Regions from separate parts of the Mus musculus genome. Here region 1 is linked to region 2. A link is a contact called in public HiCAR-type data. All regions are on one chromosome and are shown on one strand. The core of a region is the stretch at or near the end of the contact, and the rest is flanking DNA. Distances in the headings are between cores, read along the strand shown. Region 1 overlaps Slc37a3 (solute carrier family 37 (glycerol-3-phosphate transporter), member 3). Region 2 overlaps Kdm7a (lysine (K)-specific demethylase 7A).

What was found. HiCAR-type assays count read pairs that join an accessible place to other places.
Region 1: a contact with region 2 is called in a HiCAR-type map of Th2 cells, with 5 times the contacts expected there. The contact joins two enhancer-like sites. A contact is called at or near these places in 3 of 15 datasets of contacts at CTCF or cohesin (the NIH/3T3 cell line and large pre-B cells), 13 of 484 Hi-C or Micro-C datasets (the HPC-5 cell line, bone marrow-derived macrophages, cerebellar granule neurons and 9 more), 6 of 115 datasets of contacts at active chromatin or transcription factors (CD8 T cells, Th2 cells, bone marrow-derived dendritic cells and 3 more) and 3 of 9 other capture datasets (adipose tissue, liver and pancreatic islet).

The regions. Positions count from the first base shown.
Region 1 is chr6:39,332,370-39,338,663 of GRCm38.p6, reverse strand. Slc37a3 (solute carrier family 37 (glycerol-3-phosphate transporter), member 3) reads left to right here. Exons shown (of 15, transcript NM_028123.3): 15 at 1,380-3,894. The coding sequence ends at 1,472. Among named protein-coding and RNA genes, the nearest start is that of Gm26008, 36 kb to the right of the region's middle. Within about 2 kb of position 4,348, at least 82 of the 459 cell types and tissues checked have an H3K27ac peak or open chromatin away from gene starts, as enhancers often do. A contact at or near this core is called in Th2 cells, where this site is marked.
Region 2 is chr6:39,159,847-39,166,382 of GRCm38.p6, reverse strand. Kdm7a (lysine (K)-specific demethylase 7A) reads left to right here. Exons shown (of 20, transcript NM_001033430.4): 9 at 1,180-1,286. Among named protein-coding and RNA genes, the nearest start is that of Kdm7a, 44 kb to the left of the region's middle. Within about 2 kb of position 1,297, at least 5 of the 459 cell types and tissues checked have an H3K27ac peak or open chromatin away from gene starts, as enhancers often do. A contact at or near this core is called in Th2 cells, where this site is marked.

The sequences.
Region 1 (6,294 bases), core at 3,099-5,598, 170 kb before region 2:
TGCTGATTGCTTTAAAAGACTAGTGTGAAAAGTAACATTTGATTATGCTGACGAGACGCATTAATCAGTGTGCTGCTCTGCGCTGCTGATTGGCTGCTGAATAGGACTTGAGCATTCTGAAGCAAAGAAGGGAGGCTCTAATCACCAGGGTCCCGTGCGCGTCCAAAACGAGGACACTCTGCAGGGCAAGCTGCTCAGCTAGAGATTCTTGGATGAGATTTTGTGCTTTGTAAGAAAGAGTGAGTTAGGCCCTATCTTTAAAATGCTGCTTCCTGTTGAGACACGTGACAAACTCTTTTATATTGTTGGTGGGACAATGTTCAAGATAGGTCAACCAAGCTCACCTGGGGATGGCCTTGCTCTTGAAACTAGGCATCCTAATTGGCTACCATCTAAGTCTGGGCAGTTGTCCTCTAGCCTCTTCCATAGGCCAACAGGAACAAGTTTGGGGGATTTCTCTTCTCCAGCTTCTAATGACTCAGATTTGGTGACACATACCTGTGATGCCAGCACTTAGGAGGCAGAGGCAGGAGGATTATGAGTTCAGGGCCAACCTAAAAGACCTTGTCTTTAACAAAAAGTCCAGTTATTTCCAGGGTCCATTTGTGGGCTAGGGATGCAGCATATTTGAGGCCCCAGAGTTCAGTCCCCAGTTCCACAGAACAAAGAGGAGACAGCTCAGTAAAAGTCCGAGCTGCACACACCTGATAACCCGAGCTTGCTATCCAGAACCTCTATAAAGAGCAAGATGTGATGATGGCACACATCTGTAATCCCAAAGCTACTGCAAGAAGGCAAAAACAGGAAAGTCACCCAGAAGCCTGCAGATCAGCTAAGCTGTAGGAATAGCAGCAGAAATGAGAGATCTTGTTTCAGCATGGTGGAAGGCAAGCTCTACCTGCTTCATGTGTACCTGTACATGTGTGCGCACTCACGCTCTCCCTGCTTCATGTGTACCTGTACATGTGTGCGCACTCACGCTCTCCCTCGTCCTCCCTCCTCACACATACATATATGCTTGCATGCACATGCACACACACAGGGTAAATAATAAGAATAAATATAAAAGCTCATAAAGGCCTGCTAAATAGAACAAAGGGACTATTGCAGCAAAAACCAGATCTGGTGTAAGAACCTTGACGTTCATGACTTGCTTTGCCTGTGGAAGTGGCACACGAGTTATATTTTCACAGCTGTGTGACATTATGTTTGTTGTTCTAACTATAATTTTCAGAAGTCATTTTCTAATTCACCGAAGACAGAAAGTTTTATTTCTGTGAAGTCAAAATGTCTTCGCTCAAATCCATTTGCTAATGCTCAAATCATGACGCTCTAAGAGAAGTAAGTTGTTCATTTTAAAAACTTTTTTCTCTTCACAGACAAGTTGTACAATTCTGTTTATCTTGCCGTTAATAGTGAGGGAAGTATTTTCTCTTGTGCAAAGGAGACAAGCTCACTCACTTAATGAATGACGGGGTCCCACAGGAGAGGACGGACTGGGAAGCTTAGGAGGGCCCATAGGCCTTCAGTTCACTCGTGTGGAGTTCTCTAAACACTAATGGAGCCTTGGCTTGTCAGGCATCCTACAACACTGCCAGCTACCCCAGACACAGGCAAGGAAGGGGCGAATTATTTTTTTACACTACAGCAGTTCCTGGAGAATTTTATAACATTTGTGAATGTACTGAAAGGAAAATGAACCTGCCAGCATCTTTGTTGGGCTTGTCAGCTTATCCCTCTAACGCTAGATACCGGTTTTGGTCCTGGACCCTTGTTCTTCAGCCTTAATCAAGAGCTAAGTGATCAGGAGGCAGAATCATGTTGTATTGATGAGAAGACTATGGTACGGAGCTCTGATACCACATTTGCAGAGAGTGGATCACCATTAAGGCATCAGAGCAGAGCTGAGTCCAGATGATGCTACAGGCCTGCGGTGGACGAAACACACCTTTACCAAGGTGGAAAGATCACACTGTGCGATGGCTGGGTCACTCTGTGGCTTCTGGAAGTTCTCGTCCTCTCTAGAATGGCTGTTGGCTTGTTCTCCTCCGACTTCATTCACATTTGACTGACTCCTAGGAGCAGTCTTCTGTTTGTGGACTATTATATTTCAGACATTCCAGTATGGAGCTTTCAAACCCACGTTCACAGTCTGGGAACGACAAGACCCTCTGAGAAGCTGTTCTATGTAGCCTTATTGTTGGAAGATTGGTCTCTGTCACAGCCGCAGCCAGGTTCCTGAAGTTCCCTCAGCAGAAGATGGAAAGACAAAGGCTCTTTGTTCTGGGGGTATGAAGTGTATGTATTGAATCATGTTAGTGGATTGTTAGGGCCTGAGGCCTGCCCTTTAGAAGATTGTAGTGTGTATGTCTTCAAGACTATGAATTCTATAAGAATCAATACTTTAAGGTCATTCTGTACATACATTTTAAATTATGTAAACTAGGAGGAAAATGTACAATTTTGAGGGATACCTAATTCACGTTGGGTTAGGAAATATTCTTCCACCTCTTGCTTTATGCTCCAAGGTATGTATTGATGAACTTGCAGGAATACTACAGATTTCTGACCATTTTCCTGTTCAGTCACTGACATAAAGGGAAAACACAAAACATAGGAAGGTAGGGGAAACAAACCCCCGCTTTTGTAATAAACGTCCAGCGGTTGTTTGGTTACTTAGTCCCTGCTTAAGCTTGACATTGCCTCTCACTTTCCCTTTCTGTGTGGTGCTGGGGTGGACTCTGGGTCCTGCACATGCCCAGTGTGTCTCCCAATGCCCTGCACTCCCAGCCCAGCCCCACAGTTAAGTACAGCGGTGCCTTGAGTTCCCCAGCACTTGTCACTGGAAGCAGACAGCCCACAGCCTTGCCAGGTGGAGCTGCTCCCCTGCCCTAGGTCCTGGGGGGCCTCATTCCCATTAGAGGGAGCACCCCCTCTCTCCCTCTGAGGCAGACTGCTCAGTGGTGCCTGCAGATGAAGCCTCTGTCGCATGTGGCTCAGAGGTTCGTCCTCCTCAGTGGGTTCATCTTCATGTTCTCATATCAGCCCGTGCCGCCTTTTCCAGGTTAGTCTTGAGCACCTACCCCCTTCTCCGTGGCTCTCCAGGCTCTGCCTGAAATGGAGCTGTAAACACTCAGAACAGGATGAAACGATGTTTTTCTCTCTGAATCTGAGTACGTTCTCCATCTACTTCTGCCCACCTGGGAAGGAAGTGGCTTTAACAAACGCCTAGGCATTTGCCTCATTTTCTTATTAAATGTTTGCCTGGAAGGAAGGGTCAGAGCTGGCGAGCTGGCTGGGTGGGTGAAGTGCTTGCTTTGAAAGCATGAATACCTGAGTTTGGACTCTCAGTCCCCGTGTACACATCTGGGTGCAGCGGCACACAGTTCCAGTGCTCAGGAGACATTGGAAACAGGTCTGGCTGAGCTAGAGTGCTGAGGTTCAGGAAGAGAGCCTGTCTCAGAAGACAGTGACGGGCTGGAGAGGTGGCTCTGTGGCTTTAGAGTACTAGCTGCTCTCCCAGAGGACCCAGATTCAGTTCCCAGAACCCACATGACAGTCACAACCATCTGCATACCTCCAGAGTCAAGAGATACAGCACCCACTTCTGACCTTCACAGGTACTACATGCACACGGTACACTTAGGCAAAACACAAACACACATGGATACTACTTAAAAGGGGGAGGGGGTGTGATAGAGGAAGATAGCCAGTGTTGACCCCTGGTCTTCATGTGATCATGTACCCACACACCTATGCACACGTGCTAACATATATCAAAAATAGCAGAAAAGGCCACAGTAAAGGCTGGTTTGAAAATGGATTAAAAATTAATTTGGGGGAAAATCGTAGGAGGCTTTCACACACTGAAATAAAGAATGACTGGATGGGAAACATTTTGCCCTTAAGTGTGTCTGTCCTGGAATTTAACAATAGTAGTTACATATTCCTTAAATCAGAACTTAGGAAAAGAAAGAAAACCCCTTCTTGACAGCTAGGTTGAAGGACCAGAGCGTGGCGAGTCATCTTCCTGGTGCTGCAGCTGGTACCCAGGGCCTCTGTGCTTGCTAAACGGGTGCTCTCCTGGTAACCCTGGGTGGTGTGGAATTAACGATGACCCTTCTGCCTTTGCCTCTTGAGTGTGGGGTGACACATACGAGCCACCACGCCTAGCTGCAAAAACCTTCACTTGTACTGACTAGTTTTTCTGACTAACATCCTGTTTTTCTTTCCTGTTGCCTTCCTGGCTCTACCCGCAACTTTCCCCTCAGCAGCTGAACTAGGTAACCATGTTTGCCAGGACTGGCTTGCTCTGCGCCTGCCACTCTGCCTCAGTCATCAGTGACATCAGCAGCAGCATGCGCCTCCTTTTACCAAAGAGGACATCATATCCTCTTACCACCCACAGGAACAGCTTGTGTAGCTTGAGTTTGGGAGCCCCACCCCTTATTTCTTTTTATTTTTCCACTTGAGGCAGGGTTTCTCTATGTAGCCCTGGCTGTCTTGGAACTTACTCTGTAGTCCAGGCTAGGCTTGAACTCAGAGATCTGGCTACCTCTGCCTCCTGAGTGCTGGGATTAAAGGCATGCACCACCATGGCCTTACTGTTTGGTTTTTAAAATCTTTTTCTTGTATTTGACACTGGTGAATACCTTTTCCCAGGACTTTTTAAAAAATTTTTAAAAAAGATGTATTTATTATATATAAGTACACTGTTGCTGTCTTCACCAGAAAAGGGCATCAGATCTCATTACAGGTGGTTGTGAGCCACCATGTGGTTGCTGGAAATTGAACTCAGAACCTCTGGAAGAGCAGGCAGTGCTCTTAACTACTGAGCCATCTCTCTAGCGCAGGTCTTTTTTAAAAAAAGCCTTCTTAACATTGTTATAGAGTATTTACGTTTCTTTCTTTCTTTTTTTTTTTTTTTTTTTTTTGGTATGTCTGTTCTTGTTTATTGATTTAGTTCTTGTTTTGTTTTTTTTTTTCCTCTGCTTAAAGACCACTCTAGATATTATTTTTAATTAGGTATTTTCTTCATTTACATTTCAAATACTATCCCAAAAATCCCCTGTACCCTTCCCCTCCACTCCCCTACCCACCCACTCCCACTTCTTGGCCCTGGCATTCCCCTGTACTGAGGCATATAAAGTTTGCAAGACCAAGGGGCCTCTTTTCCCAATGATGGCCGACTAGGCCATCTTCTGCTACATATGCAGCTAGAGACATGAGCTCTGGGGGTACTGGTTAGTTCATATTGTTGTTCCACTTATAGGGTTGCAGACCTATTTAGCTCCTTGGGTACTTTCTCTAGCTCCTCCATTGGGGGCCCTGTGATCCATCCAATAGCTGACTGTGAGCATCCACTTCTGTGTTTGCTAGGCACCGGCATAGCCTCACAAGAGACAGCTATATCAGGGTCCTTTCAGCAAAATCTTGCTGGTGTATGCAATGGTGTCAGCGTTTGGGGGCTGATTATGGGATGGATCCCCGGGTGTGGCAGTCTCTATATGGTCCATTACGTTTCTTTTTAATCTTTGGGTTTGTGTGGGTATATTATGCTCATTTGTACATTTAGTGACCGCAGCTCCTAGGTTCATGTGTATTTGCACATGTGTGTGTGTATGTATGTTTATATGCATGTGTGTATGTGTCTGAATGTGTGTGTGCATGTGTTTGTGTTTATATGCATGTGTGTGTATTTATCTGCATGTGTGTATGTATGCATGTGTGTATGTGTGTTTATGTGAGAGTGTGTATGTGTGCTTATGTGAGCGTGTGTGTGTGTGCGCGCGCACACGCATGTGTGTACGTGCATGGCTGTGTGCAGACCACAGGCTGACATTGCTTTCCTTGCTCATACAGAATTGGACTGTTAGTTCACATCGTGCTGTGATGGCTGTACGCATCCCTTCCTTCTTGTCCTAATTCATTCTTCCCTCTAACAACTCGTTTTGCTCCCAGCTCTTTCAGTTTTCAGTTTCCTTCTGAGTTTTCCAGCAGCATTTATTGAAGAACCCCCGTGGAACCAGTGCTGTAAGCCTCCCACCACCTTTACTTACGCTGAGAGTCAAATCCATCTTACTTGTATACTTGGTATCTATGGCCCCTGGGACAGTACGGCCCTCTTCTTCCAGGGCCAAGGCCAGGTGGAGCAGGCCATGCATGGTTCCTGAACCTTGCAGATGGTCCCTGCACTGCTCACAATAGTTCTCCTGCAGTGGCTGCCTACATTGTCAGGCTGCATGGCTCCACACTAGTGTCCGGTCCTCAGCTCTCAGATTACCTAGCAGCAGG
Region 2 (6,536 bases), core at 48-2,547:
AGGATCCTTTCAAATGTAAAATAAAATTAATAACTTGTTCAACATGATGATAGCTCCCACATTTTAAATTTTATAAAATATACTTTTCTTTGTCTATAAACTAGTATTGTGAGAATGATTAAATTAGTCAGATTTGGGTATACCTGTGGAGATAGAACAATCCTTAAGTCAGGATTGCTGTCAAAATACCTTTATATTTTGATATAGGCAGTTATTTCACCTTTTGATGAGAGCTGACCTTGTGCTTTATCCCTTCACTGTACTCAGAAAGGGTATACTGTTAGCCACATTACATACAGTAACAATACCTCATAATGGACACTGAGTGATGGCTCAGAAAAGGGGAAGTACCTTTTGGAAGCCATGGATCATTGGGATTCCCCGAATGTGGTGACTCCTGCCACTATGTGTGTACATGGCAGCCCTTAATGTTTTGGCTGTTGAAGTTAGCAAAAGAGATGATGGCTCCTACACATACAAGGCTTTTAATCCATGGTAGGTTGTTTTAGTCATAAGTTTCAGTCATTTTGTACCTGAGCTATTTCTGGAGCAGAGATGACTACTTCTATAATGCTATAGAATCTATAACAGAAGACCAATATTGTAAAAACTATGGTCCTTATCTTTATACTTTGACTAGTGCCAAGTATGGTATTTATTGATCCTGAATGCTTAATAGAGCCTAAAGAGAATGTTGGTGGATATTGCAGTGTTGCCCAACACATGGACTTTTAACTGATTTTCAACATTGTTTTACTAGTGGAACTATCATAAAATCTCTGTGTTAAAATTAGGATACAAATCCCAGGAAATGAAGTGATATTTTACAATATCCAATGTAACTTTTCTTTCGAGACAGGGTTTCTCTGTGTAGTCCTGGCCATCCTGAACTTACTCTGTAGACCAGGCTGGCCTCAAACCCAGAGATTTGCCTGATTCTGCCTTCTGATTGCTGGGATCAAAGATGTACACCACTACCACCACCTGGCCCCCATGTAATTCTTAGGTAGACTGTCAAATTTAGTAAGGTCACAGTTTGATCTTGTCAAAAAGTGATATTGTTAAGTAAATATACAGTCCATATTTATCATGGCCTGCTTGTTTTCAGTTGATTACCTTCATTTAACTTTTAAAATGCTAACATTAATATTAACTGTTCTTCAAATTTCATTCATTTAGGTGTTATGAGATGGAAAAAAGACTAAAAACACCAGATCTTTTCAAATTTCCTTTCTTTGAAGCCATATGCTGGTTTGTAGCCAAAAGTTTGCTGGAAACCTTGAAAGGTAATGAGTCATTTGCACACTCTGTTCTGTGATGAAATGTATGATTGCAGAGTCTTTGAGGGGTACCTTTTCCTAGATGTCACCATCCATTTTAAAATTATTTTGTTTTTATCTTTAAGTGTGTGTGTGTGTGTGTGTGTGTTTGGGGTGGGTGAGTACAGTGTCGGAAACTGAACTGAGGTCCTCTGCAAAAGCAACACACTCCTTTAACTGCTGAGCCATCTCTCTAGTCTGGCTCCCCCCAACCCCTTTTAAAAGTATGGATTTTCCCCCAACCCTTTTTAAAATATGGATTTTTCCCCTTCCCCTGATAAAAATCTTTTTAGCACTTAGAGCAGTGTTTCTCAATCTTTAATATACTTCCTCATGTTGTAGAGACTCACCCCCATCATAAAATTATTTTGTTACTACTTAAAAACTCTAATTTTGTTACTGTTATAAATCATAATTCAAATATCTGATATGCAGGATATCTGATATACCACACTGTTAAAGGGTCATTTGACCCCAAAGGGGTTATAATCCACAGGTTGAGAACCAATAAGTTAGAATATTTAGTATATAATAACCCCCTTCCTGGGAAATGTTTCATTTAGTGGATGAGTGGCCTGCACACATTTTAGTGTTTTGCTCTCTAATGTGTAGTTTGTTATTACCTAACACTTGTTCTTAAATATTTGCCTAAATAATTAGAGGAATGGGGGATAGGCATGGTAGTGCATGCTTTTAACCCTAGCACTTAGGAGGCAGAGGTAGGCAGCTCTTCAGGGTGTTTTTTTTTTTGTTTTGTTTTTTGTTTTTTGTTTTTCAAGACAGGGTTTCTCTGTGTAGCCCTGGCTGTCCTGGAACTCACTCTGTAGACCAGGCTGGCCTCGAACTCAGAAATCTGCCTGCCTCTGCCTCCCAAGTGCTGGGATTAAAGGTGTGTGCCATCACGCCTGGCCTGTTTTTTGTTTTTCTTATTTTTAAACGGTCTCACTGTGTACAGAACTCACTGTGTAGAATAGGCTGGCTTCAAACACAGAGAGATTGACTAGCCTCTGTCTACCAAGTGCTGGGATTAAAAGATGTGCATCACACTTGGCCCAACACTAAATTTTTTGAAGAATGATCATGGAGCGGCTGTCTGTATCTTCCTTAGTGTCTTTTACAATGTTGTTCAACCTTGCACTTTCATATCTTGATAGATTTATTCCTAGGTACTTTGCAGTTTAGTGCTATTAAGAAAATAACGTATAGTTATTCCCATGGTAGAACCATGTAAAATTGCTATTTTCATATTTCAAAATGGTCAAATACTGGCAACTCCATATGGTTCAACCTAATTGCAAGGGTCCAACCCAGGACCTTGTGCATATTAGGCAAGTCTTCTACTACTTAGCTATAATATAATCCTAGCCCTGAAACAAGCACTTTTCAAAGCATCAATTAAGTCGTTTTTGTTTGCCTTGAATAGAGGTTACCTGTGTGAATAGCCTTTTTAAACTAGGTGCACACAAGTATGTGTGCTTGCCGTCATTATAGGCATTCATCCTGGAAATAGGAATGGTTAGTTGTTTCCTCACAGCACATTCTTCATCACTAACCCTTTTACGTGGACTGTTGGCACCTGATTGTTAAACACTCGTATGATATGGGTTAAGTGACCTCCAAACTGTATTTCATGCCAGTGATAATAACAGTTAGCCAGTTTGGATTTCTCTAAGTCAGCTACTGAAGTATCTTGCTTTTGCATTAACTTACTTAAATTTTGGCCACATATAAAATTAATACACTTGAGATTTTTAGTCACTCTCTTTTAAAATAAAAAAAGGCATTTATATATGTGTATGTATGCATTTATACATATAACAAGGTTACTGAATAAAAAAATTGGTAAAAATTATTTCAATATTCTTGTAAAAAAAAATCTTTCATTTGCTTGATGTAATACTTCTTTGGCTAAGCTAGGTCCTGGAGGTTCCTGGCCTCTGTACAATCTAGTCTAGGCCTAGAATGTTTTCAGCCTCTGAGACTGACTGCTGAATCAGCTCACCCTTTTCTTAGTCTTTCTGAACGCTGGCTGGCTGGTTCAACTCAGCTGTTCTGCTCAAACTCCTCTCCAAGATGACTGATTCAATATGGCTATTCTCTCTTGGGCACTCCTGAGTTGCTCTGCTTGGCCTTACATTAACGTTAACAATCTTTCTAATCTTCTGACTCCTCTTGTTTTGTCTCTACCTGTGTCTAACTTGCTCGCTCTCTGCAACCTGTCTGTGTACAACTGCTCCTTCTCGCTCTCTGTGCTGCTCTACTTCCCTCTCAACTCTACTGTGTAGCTCTCAGGACTACTGTACTCCTGTACTGTACTTTCTCCTTCCTGTTTTCGCTGTCTCCCCCTTAAGTAGCTGCTTTCCTTTCCCCTCTATTCTTGTGAGAGTTGGGCATATTCTGTCAAGTCTTTCTTGCATTTGACACTTTGTCTGCCACTCAATTAGACATCACTTTCAAACATGGGTGCTTCCGTCTACAAACTAACTTTACCTTCATTGTTTGGAATTAAAAGTAAGTACTAAGGGTGTGTCTCTCTTCCATCCAGACTGGAAACAGGTTCAAATATCTTGTAATATAGACTATCACTGAATTTAAAAAAGAAAAAGAAAAACGTGGACTATCCTACAGTGTAATTAAGTTACAGCTTCCTCTGATTCTCTACGTAGTCACTGTCGTTACTTTTGACAGTAATACTTTTGTCTTCATTACCCATGTTTTAAATGAAAATAATTTTTTCCATTTGTAAATTTCATATAAAAATTTCAAAGGGATACTATCCGTGGCCTTTAAAAATGATATTTTATCTATTTATTTTGGTGTAGGAGGGGTGTGAGTCTGCCGCTGTGTATGGAGGGCAAAGATAAGTTTTTGGGAGTTGGTTCTCCCCTTCACCATGTGGCCCCGGAACCAAACTCCGGTCATGGGGCTCTGTGTCAAATGCTTTTGCACACTGAGCCATCTTGCCAGCCCTCCTGTGACCTTTCACTTGGTATTGTTTTGCCTATTTGAGATAGGGTCTCTCTTGATGAAGCTGTCTCTTTACTGCTAGCATTGCAGATGTGCGTTACCACAATTGCGTTATCCAACTATTGTCTGTAACAGTGGTTGTCACCTGTAAAATAAATATGTTAATGTTAATACACCTAGTCTACAATTGTTGAATATTTGGGGATTGTTTTTTAGTGTTTGGCAGTTACAGAAAATGGTTTTTGACAAGTCCTAGTCAGTATCACCTTGTACATGAGTTCGCCTAGAGAACTGACTCAGTCGCTAATGTTGTTACATCTGTGAGTAACGAGTTTTGGTCCGTTCTTTCTAATATTTGTATCTCTTTTGTTTTTATCTCTCTACTGTGTCAAGGCCCTGAGGGCATAACTAAGAACAGGAAAGGTGGGCACACATATTTTCTTCATAATCAGGAAAGGAAAACTTTTAGCCTTATACTTTAAAGTGTTATAGTTGCTTTTTGTTTTTTGATACCTTTAACAGGTTTAGGAAGTTTTTATCTTTAAATTATCATCTTGGTTGTGTGGTTTTGTTTGTTTCCTTTCTTTCTTTTAAAGTAATGGGGTGTCTGGAGGAGATGGCTTACTGTACAAACATAAAGGGATGAATCTCCGATTCTATAACCCATATAAAAGTCAAGTACAGTGGCCACGGAGGGTGCACACGGAGAATCCCTGGTGCTCACTAGCTGCTGAGGTAGTTTTGTCCAGCCATTGAGCTCCAGGTTCAGTGAGAAACCATGATTCAAAAAGTAAGGGGGCAAGCCAGGGAGGTGGCTCAGTGGATACACACAGTACTTGCCGCCAAGCCTGAGGACCGACTTCAGTCTCCTTGGACCCATGTGGTGGAAGGAGAAAAACTGTCTTCTAACCTCACACATAATCACAGTGGTAGGCATGCACTTCCTTTCCTGAAAAAAAAAAAATGTTGAAGAAATAAATTGGAGGGTTGTACAATATGCCACACATTGGGCTTTTAATTTTACCTTATTTAGTGTATATTCATGTGTGTGCATGAAAGTGTCCTCAGAGGCTAGAAGACGGCACCGGATCCCTTGGAGCTAGAGTTAGACGTGTTCTGAGCCATCTGGTGTGGAGCTGAGAACAAAACCCTAGTCTTCTGTAAGAGCAGCAAGTGCTCTTAACTATTAGGCCATCTCTCTGTCCCCAATGCTTTTCAAAAATCTCATAGTTTATATGTTTCTTAACACTTTTAATTTTAAATTTCAAAGTATTTGGGGTTTTCTGTAGTTGTCTGTTACTATTATCTATATTGATTTCTAGCTTAATTGTATTTTGGGCATATAAGTGATTTAGATCATTGGATATTTGTTGAGGACTTTTTATTTTCCTGAGGTGTGGATGATTTTGTAAATATGCTGAGTATGTCTGAAAAAAATGTGCATTTTGCAATTCCTAGGTGCAATATCACATTTATGATTGTTGAATCAAATGTTATATTGCTTGAATTGAATTATCTATTTTTTCAGTCCACCTTATTGCTTACTATTTTTGCTAGAAATATTCCACTGTGATTATGAAATTGCTTATATGCTATTTTGTAGTTTTGTCTTCTTTTCTGTTTTCCAGGCTTGTTATTTTAAATATTTTTCTAGTGAGTTGAATGTGTTGAAATGATGCTTTATTAGTGACTATGGCTGTCTCAACTTTATTTTGAAAGCTTGGCATCTTTTCCCCACTTTTATTTTTTTAAAGATTTATTTATTTATTATATGTAAGTAGACTGTAGCTGTCTTCAGACACTCCAGAAGAGGGTGCCAGATCTCCTTTCAGATGGTTGTGAGCCACCACGTGGTTGCTGGGAATTGAACTCAGGACCTTCGGAAGAACAGTCAGTGCTCTTAACCACTTCAGTGCTCCAGCCCCTTCCCCACTTTTTTTTTTTTTGTTTTTCTTTTCCCCCACATTTTTTTATTCGATATTTTCTTCATTTACATTTCAAATGCTATCCCAAAAGTCCCCTATACCCTCCCCCCACCCTGCTCCCCTACCCACTCACTCCCACTTCTTGGCCCTGGCATTTCCAGTACTAGGGCATATAAAGTTTGCTAGACCAAGGGGCATCTCTTCCCAATGATGGCCGACTAGGCCATCTTCTGCTACATATGCAGCTAGAGATAGGAGCTCTGGGGGTACTGATTAGTTCATATTGTTGTTCCACCTATAGGGTTGCAGACCCCTTCAGCTCTTG